Linked DNA regions of Mus musculus: region 2 is linked to region 1. The links are chromatin contacts, called in public promoter capture Hi-C maps. All regions are on one chromosome and are shown on one strand. Each heading gives the region's core, a stretch centred on a gene start, on an enhancer-like site or on the middle of the called end of the contact. The rest is flanking DNA. Distances are from core to core; before and after follow the strand shown.

The links. Promoter capture Hi-C pulls out the DNA fragments that hold promoters and counts their contacts.
Region 2: a contact with region 1 is called in a promoter capture Hi-C map of stem cell-derived epiblast-like cells, with 2.8 times the contacts expected there. The contact joins the enhancer-like site here to the promoter of Mip in region 1. A contact is called at or near these places in 7 of 39 promoter capture datasets (3T3-L1-derived adipocytes, the C10 cell line, cranial neural crest and 3 more) and 2 of 115 datasets of contacts at active chromatin or transcription factors (embryonic stem cells and stem cell-derived neural progenitor cells).

What each region holds. Positions count from the first base shown.
Region 1 is chr10:128,223,948-128,227,734 of GRCm38.p6, forward strand. Mip (major intrinsic protein of lens fiber) reads left to right here and starts at 1,863. Exons shown (of 4, transcript NM_008600.5): 1 at 1,863-2,294; 2 at 3,101-3,265; 3 at 3,686-3,766. The coding sequence starts at 1,935.
Region 2 is chr10:127,562,362-127,566,148 of GRCm38.p6, forward strand. Lrp1 (low density lipoprotein receptor-related protein 1) reads right to left here. Exons shown (of 89, transcript NM_008512.2): 42 at 1,243-1,432. Among named protein-coding and RNA genes, the nearest start is that of Nxph4, 30 kb to the left of the region's middle. Within about 2 kb of position 1,625, at least 77 of the 459 cell types and tissues checked have an H3K27ac peak or open chromatin away from gene starts, as enhancers often do. A contact at or near this core is called in embryonic stem cells, where this site is marked.

The DNA of each region.
Region 1 (3,787 bases), core at 613-3,112:
ACCATCTGGGTGCCTCTGTGAGACAATGCATGCTCTTGCCTTCTGAGCCCTCTCCCCAGCCTGTGAAGTTTTGTTTGATTTTGCATTTGTTTTGCCCATTTTGAGACAGTTTTCCTATATAGTCCTGGGCAGCCTGGTACTTTTTATGTAGTCTAGGTTGGTCATGGGCTTGCTGCTTAAGTCTTGGGCACTATTATTCTAATCTTGGTAGAGATGGTCCTCCATGCCCCATGTCCCTGTGGAAGCTTTGTGCCAGGCAGGAGACTCTCACCCTATGTGACTAGCCCTGGCTCTGAGTGTGGGTGTGGTGAGCCTGGCACAGATACTTGGGGTGAGGTCCTCCGTCCCCCCTTAACCTCTATAGTTCTGTCTTATGTTGTAGCTAAAACACTTCTGTCACTTTGTATCCTCACACCCACCTGCCTCAGCATACACTCAGAGGGTCTCAACTCCTATCTGTGATGTGCTAACCTTGCTCCTCTCTGAGGCCATTTCCTGCAGGCAGCACAAACCCTGCATTTTCTGGGGTTGACGTAGGTGACTGGGATCTACAGAGTGAGATGCTACGAAGGTTACAGGACCTGAAGTCAGGAGTCTTTTGAGATGCTCCTGGGATGTTCAAGGGTCCATGGATGTTACTGTTTCTCTTCATCAGTCCCTGTGAGTGCCCCTGGTCTTGACAACTTCCCCTGCTGTTCTGTGGGTTACAGGGGCCCTCCACCGTCACTGTACTGTCTGTACCATCCAACCCCAAGTTGCACATTGCAGGACAGAAACACAACTCCCTAATGTGTTCCTTCTCACTCCCCACTGGAGGAGAGGCACTGGCTGAGCCATCCCTACAGGGTCTGCTCCAGGGCTTCACATGAAAAGCTCTGCTGACCTGTATGACTTCCCAGGTGGAGGAGTCTGTCTCGGAACCCCATTTTTCCTTCTCTATTCACAGAGCCCCGCTCTCCTAGGCCCCATGTCCCTCTCTGAAGCTGAACAGAGCTGAACCTCTTTCCCCTTGACCCAGATTCTTCTGCGTCTGGGTTGAGGGTGGGCACTCCAGTCTTGCTCTCAGCTGTCCTGGAGAACTGACTGAGCTGTTTTGCCAAGTGACTGTTTCTTCTCATCCACCACCTCCTGCTACCTCACATGGGTTAGGAAAAGGCACAGCGTGGCAAGAAAGTGGGAAAACGGACCACGTTTCCTCCTTCTGGGACCCCAACCCCACTTTCAGATCATGTTTCCCCACCCCCTGGTTTAAAAGGGCAGGCTGATGGTTTGGAAAGGGAGACGCTGGCATGGCCAGGGGGTAGGGAACTCCGGGGCTCTGAGAAAGCCAGACACAGCAGAACTATTCAGTTCCAGAGCTGCAGGGTCCACAGATTCCAGTCCAAACCAGCCAATGGGAGAAGGCCCCCTAATCCCAGGGAACTAAAGAATTCTCTTCAGTTATTCAATTCCCCTGCTGCACCCCACTCCTTACCCCCTCCCCCACCCTTAACCCCAATAGACTCAAGGGAGCCAGAGACCCCCATGAGCGAGCCCACCCTATCTTAGAGGAAGTGAACTCAACCTAACTACCTTCCAAGAAATCTGAGGAATGTTCTAAACCAGGTGTCAGTCAGGACTATACTATGAGCCTCAGCTTTGACACACACAGACACACTGTTCTAGTTCTCCATCCATGGACCCCATACTTCTGGCTCCTTGGCTTCTGCGCTCATCCCCGCCCCTCCCCCTGCTGAGGAGAGAGAAAAGGAAATCCAACCTCTTTACCAGAAGTTCGATTCAGACCTCCACAGCTGTGAAGGGGTTAAGAGGCAGAGCCAATTACCTCAACCTGCCCCTCCCAGGGATTAAGAGTCCTCTATAAAGGGGACTGTCAACCCAGGCAGGTCCAGGGGGTTATTAGGGACCCAGGCACTGTGTTCACCCCCACTGCCATGTGGGAACTTCGGTCTGCCTCCTTTTGGAGGGCCATATTTGCTGAGTTCTTTGCCACCCTCTTCTATGTCTTCTTTGGGCTTGGAGCCTCGCTACGTTGGGCCCCTGGGCCCCTACATGTCTTGCAAGTGGCTTTGGCCTTTGGCCTGGCCTTGGCTACATTGGTGCAGACTGTGGGTCACATCAGTGGAGCCCATGTCAACCCTGCGGTCACTTTTGCCTTCCTTGTGGGCTCCCAGATGTCCTTGCTCCGGGCTTTCTGCTATATAGCAGCCCAGCTTCTGGGAGCTGTGGCTGGGGCGGCTGTGCTGTACAGTGTCACCCCACCAGCTGTCCGAGGAAACCTAGCGCTCAACACGGTAAGGGCTGGCTAAGGGTTGGGGAACACAGTGTCCTGACTGTTGGCCTGGCATGCTTGCTCATGGTTGTGTGTGTGTGTGTGTGTGCGTGTGCACGTGCGTGTGCATGTGTGTGAGCCATAAGTGCTCTGGAGGGGAAAGGAAAGCATAGAGGCCTCCGTGGTGAATCCAGAAAGTTGAGTTCAAGTCCCCTTTCCTTCTGTTTTGAGCTGGAGGGCCAGGGGTGGGGGTGGGGCAGGCGCAGGACTCTAGACCTAGCCTTCCTACATAGCCAAAGAGTCCTTCTGCCTCTACTCACCACCCCCTCCCCCAAGTGCTAAGATTACAGACAGGTACACCCAAACACATCCAGTTTATGTAGTGCTGGGAATGGAACCAGGGCCTCACGCATGCTAAGAGGCAAGTCACATCAAATGAGCTGCACACCCAGCTCTTCTCTCCCCTACTCCTTAAGACAGGGTTTCTCTGTGTAGCCCTGGCTATCCTGGAAGCTCTGTAGACCAGGGTGACTTCAGACTTACAGAGGAGGCCTGCCTCTGCCTCCTGAATGCTGGGATTAAAGGCAAGTGTCACCACTGCCAGGCCAGGCTCTTAGATTTATTTTACTTTATAAAGTCTCAGTTTCCCCTCTCAGGTGAGTGAGTGCAATCATTTCTACAACAAAGAAGCTCTGTTAGGATAGCAACACTGGCTTGGGAGGGGCTCCGCATCCTCTCCCGGGAACTGAAGTGTAAGGGGTGCCTGCTTCAAGTGGGAACAGCGTGGCAGGGCTAACAGTTGCCTCTGTTTCTGTCCCCTTTGGCCAGCTGCATGCTGGGGTGAGCGTGGGCCAGGCCACCACTGTGGAGATCTTCTTGACGCTCCAGTTCGTGCTCTGCATCTTTGCTACATACGACGAGAGGCGGAATGGCCGCATGGGCTCTGTAGCCCTGGCTGTTGGCTTCTCCCTCACCCTGGGGCACCTCTTTGGGGTAAGCAAGAGAGGTGGGAAATTTCTTACTCAAGGAATCTAGGGACCCTAAAGTATTACCAACTTATAAGGGTTCTTTCCTTCCTACTCCACCTTTAATCCTAAGTATTATATATATACCCTATTCAGTACCAGTTGGTACAAAGGGATAAACTTTCTTACAACTGCTATATCTAATCCTTCTTGACTTTAGGATGGAAAGTTATATATCATGAATAGAACTGTTCTTCTGGGGCCATAAGTCTGTCCCTAGATGGAATATCAGTGCTACTCTCTACCCTGGAGATGTATGAAGCTGGTATTACTGCATTGGCTGATGGCTGGAGACAAGACAGCAGCTCTCACCGGCCATAGGGGCTGTAAAGAAGAGAAGCTGCAAGAGTTGGGTGGGGTGTCTCAGTGGCAACTGTGTCTTTTGCAGATGTATTACACTGGTGCGGGGATGAACCCAGCCCGCTCCTTTGCTCCTGCCATCCTCACCCGGAACTTCAGCAACCACTGGGTAAGTTAGAGTACAGGGTAA
Region 2 (3,787 bases), core at 375-2,874, 660 kb before region 1:
ACAGTGATTTCCACACTCTCAAGTCCAGCCTAGACCACACTCACAGCGGAGCACCAAATTGACTTACATGGGATGTACCCTGAGTTAAGAGTTTGGCAAAGCTGCTTTGTGGGATGGTGGGGTGGGGGAGGGGAGGCTTCCTTGGGGCAGAGGGTCAGCAACTAGAAATACAGTGGACGTTCTACCTGTCCAACTATCTGATTTCCAAGGACACTAATGCTTCAGTGAGGATCAGGAGGAGTATGGCTGGCTGGCTGAACCACTATCCTGACATACTGGCTCCTTCCAGCTCTCTCCCCTAACCTAAGACAATCTCAGCCCTCTAGTCACCCCTGAGCTGCCTCCCTGATGACATTCTCCCAGACTTCCACAGGGCAGGTCTTTGGCAGTCATGAAATCCTCCACCCTCTGCCAACCAGTCCATTCTCTGTGTACTTGGGTTTTTTTGAAGCCACTGGCTCTGGGGCTCTAGAGAGAGAGAGAGAAAGAGAGAGCACTTTCCTGGGCTCAGCCAGGAGGGACTTGGTTGAAACCGAGGATGCCTCTTTTAGAATGGCAGAAAAATATCATGACAGCCCCTCCCCAGAGGCTCTAGGCCCAGGAAGGACAGGCCCCAGGACCAGCCCAGACAGGTGAGGTCACCAAGGCTGTGGCATTGCTTTAGTTTCCTAGTGAGGCTGATAGAAAGCATTCTGATTCCAGCTGAACTGGGGAGGGCAGGTCGCTCAGACGTGAGCCAGGACTGCTATGCAGAGGGTGTGACTCACTAGTAACCTGCACATCAAAATGAAGAAAGACAGGGTAGGCAGGACAGGTAGACCAGACTCCCTGCCTGCTCAGGCTAGCCTTGCCCAAATGGTGGGCAGTCCCGTTGCTGTCCTGTTTGACCTTTTCTTGCTTTTCTCACTTTGGGGCCTTGTGCTCACAACTGCCTTCACAATGCCTCTTGGTCACTGTAATAAGACCTCTGCTCAGCAAGGGGTTTGAACAGGCCCAGCCCATATCCTCAAGGTCAGTGAGCCTTCGCTGAAGCTTTGAGTCCCACGGTACTGTGTGATGAATGCCAGTCACAAAGCCAGAGGCATCTCCCACGGCCCTCAACCTCCCTTCATTTCTGACACTTGTATTAAGCAGCGCCCTGAGAGGTGATGCATCTCACTGAGGCCAGAAATGGTGGGCCCTGCCTGTCCCCTTTCTGTTCCCGTATGACATAGCTCCCACCCCCCAGGCCCAGCAGCTCACTTCTGGCACTCATCCAGCACAAAGGCTCTCGGGTGGTCGTCTCCGGACATGGTGATGACTGTCTCCCTCTCGAAGGCCCCTGGGCGAGTCTGGTCCACGGTGTGGCGGGTGATGGTGGATGTGGTGTAGCTTGTCCAGTACAGTGTGTCCCAGCCACGGTGATAGGCCAGGCCTTCCACAGAGCCCACATCTGTGAAGAGACAGGAACAGCTGTGGGTTGAGAAGGGCCAACCAGCAGAAGCAGAGGGGCAGCCTGGTAGGTGCTAAGGGCATGACTGGCTCCCCTGGAATTGTGGGAACCGGGAGTTCCTCCGAGGGCTCTTTGGTCAGACTTGCCAGGGCCCCAGGGCCCCTCACAGAGCCACGTCACACCACCTGCGTCATGATCCGTGGCACCTTCCTTCCTCTTCTCTTGCCCACCCCCCACTCCCGGCCTATGTGTGGTCACACTCTTCAGAAGTGGAGTTCTGTTTATTCATGTATGGGGGAGATTCCGGCTAACTGAATTCTACTATTCCTCTGGGGCCAGACTGGAAAGCTTCCTGCTTGCAGAGGCCTTGAACTGGAATTTTTTGGGGGGAGGGGGAGCATGGGGTGGTCGAGACAGGGTTTCTCTGTGTGGCCCTGGCTGTCCTGAACTCACTCTGTAGACCAGGCTGGCCTCAAACTTAGAAATACACCTGCCTCTGCCTCCCAAGTGCTGGGATTGAAGGCGTGCGCCATCACGCTGGGCTGAGCTGGAATGTTTTATAAAGCAGATGTAACTAAAAAGACAGAGCTGAACAGTGCTGTGAGCAGCAGCCAGCGGAGGCTCCGGGGCTCCCTGGGGCGTGTCTATGTGACTGCCAGAGGCGGAGCACACTGTAGGACGGACAACAGAGAGCGTGATAGGAGGGGCTGGCTCCCAGTCTCTCCTGATGGAGCTGAGATTGAGAGTATCCAGTTTAGGTGCTGGGGCTGGGCCCAACGTCCTGCACATGCTGAGCACGAGCTCCACCAGCCCTCAGACGCTCCATTTTTAGACACAGACAGGATGTCGTAGAGAAAGTGTGCCAGGAGACAGAAGGACAGAGGGACAGGTCTATTCTTTTCTATGCAGTACCTAGTCAGCACCTGGCTGGTCTGAATGGACCTCCTGGATGAAGAGAGGAACAAAGGAGGAATGGGAATAGACCTTGGGTAACACAGTGCTCACCTACCTAGCATGCACAAAGCTCTGGGTTCAAGTCCTACCACAACATAAAAAAAAAGGGTATGGTAGTGGCGCACACCTATAATCCCAGATGACCCCAGTGCTGTGCAGGCAGGAGGATCAGAAGTTCAAATCAAGGTTATGTGTGGCTACAAAATGTTTCTTAAAAAAGTAAAGGAGTGGGGCTGGAGAGATGGCTCAGAGGTTAAGATAACTGACTGCTATTCTGAAGGTCCTGAGTTCAATTCCCAGCAACTACATGGTGGCTCACAACCATCCGTAATGAGATCTGACACCCTCTTCTGGAGTGTCTGAAGACAGCTACAGTGTACTTATGTATAATAAATAAATAAATCTTAAAAAAAAAAAAAGAAGTAAAGAAGTAAAGAAGAAGGGGGTGGGGATGAGATGGCTCAGCGGTTAAGAGCACTGACTGCTCATCCAGAGGTCCTGAGTTCAATCCCCAGAAATCACATGGTGGCTCATAGCCATCCAGAATGAGACCTGATGCCCTCTTTTGGTGTGTCTGAAGAGAGTGACATTGTACTCATATACATAAAATAAATAAATCTTAAGCCTTCCGCTCCGGGAAGAAGTGGGGCTGGAGAGAGGAGGAGGAGGAGGAGGAAGAGGAAGATGAGGAGGAGGAGAAGAAAAACAAGAGGGAGAAAGGAGGAGGAGGAGAAGAAGAACAAGGAGGAGAAGGAGAAGAAAGAGGAGAAGAAGAAGAGGAGGAGGAAGGAAGGAGGGAGGAGGAGGAAGAAGGAAGGAGGGAGGAGGTGGAGGAGGAGGAGGAGAAGGAGGAAGAGGAGAAGAAAAACAAGAGGGAGAAAGGAGGAGGAGGAGAAGAAGAACAAGGAGGAGAAGGAGAAGAAAGAGGAGAAGAAGAAGAGGAGGAGGAAGGAAGGAGGGAGGAGGAGGAAGAAGGAAGGAGGGAGGAGGTGGAGGAGGAGGAGGAGAAGGAGGAAGAGGAGGAGGAAGGAAGGAGGGAGGAGGAGGAGGAGGAGGAGGAGGAGGAAGCGGCAGCAGCGGCAGCAGCAACAGCAGCAGCAAAGGGAAAACCTGAAGTGGTAAAAGGCAGTGCTGAGTGCTGAGACTCTTTCTGGTGACAGCTCTGTGGCTTTCACAGCTCTGGCAGGGCCACTGGCTGCCAGGCTCAGCTTTCATGTGCACACCCCTGAGACCCTGACTCCTGAGTTCAGGGTAAGAAGCTCGCTGGATCTGCTGACTCCCACTCAGGGAGAGTTGCACCTGGGCCCGTGTCTGCTGCCTGTGCTTGCATATCTTGGTGTGGAATGAAATCAGTGCAAGGAAGGAAGAGGCCTCCTTCTGGCTCCATGTAAAGGACAATGT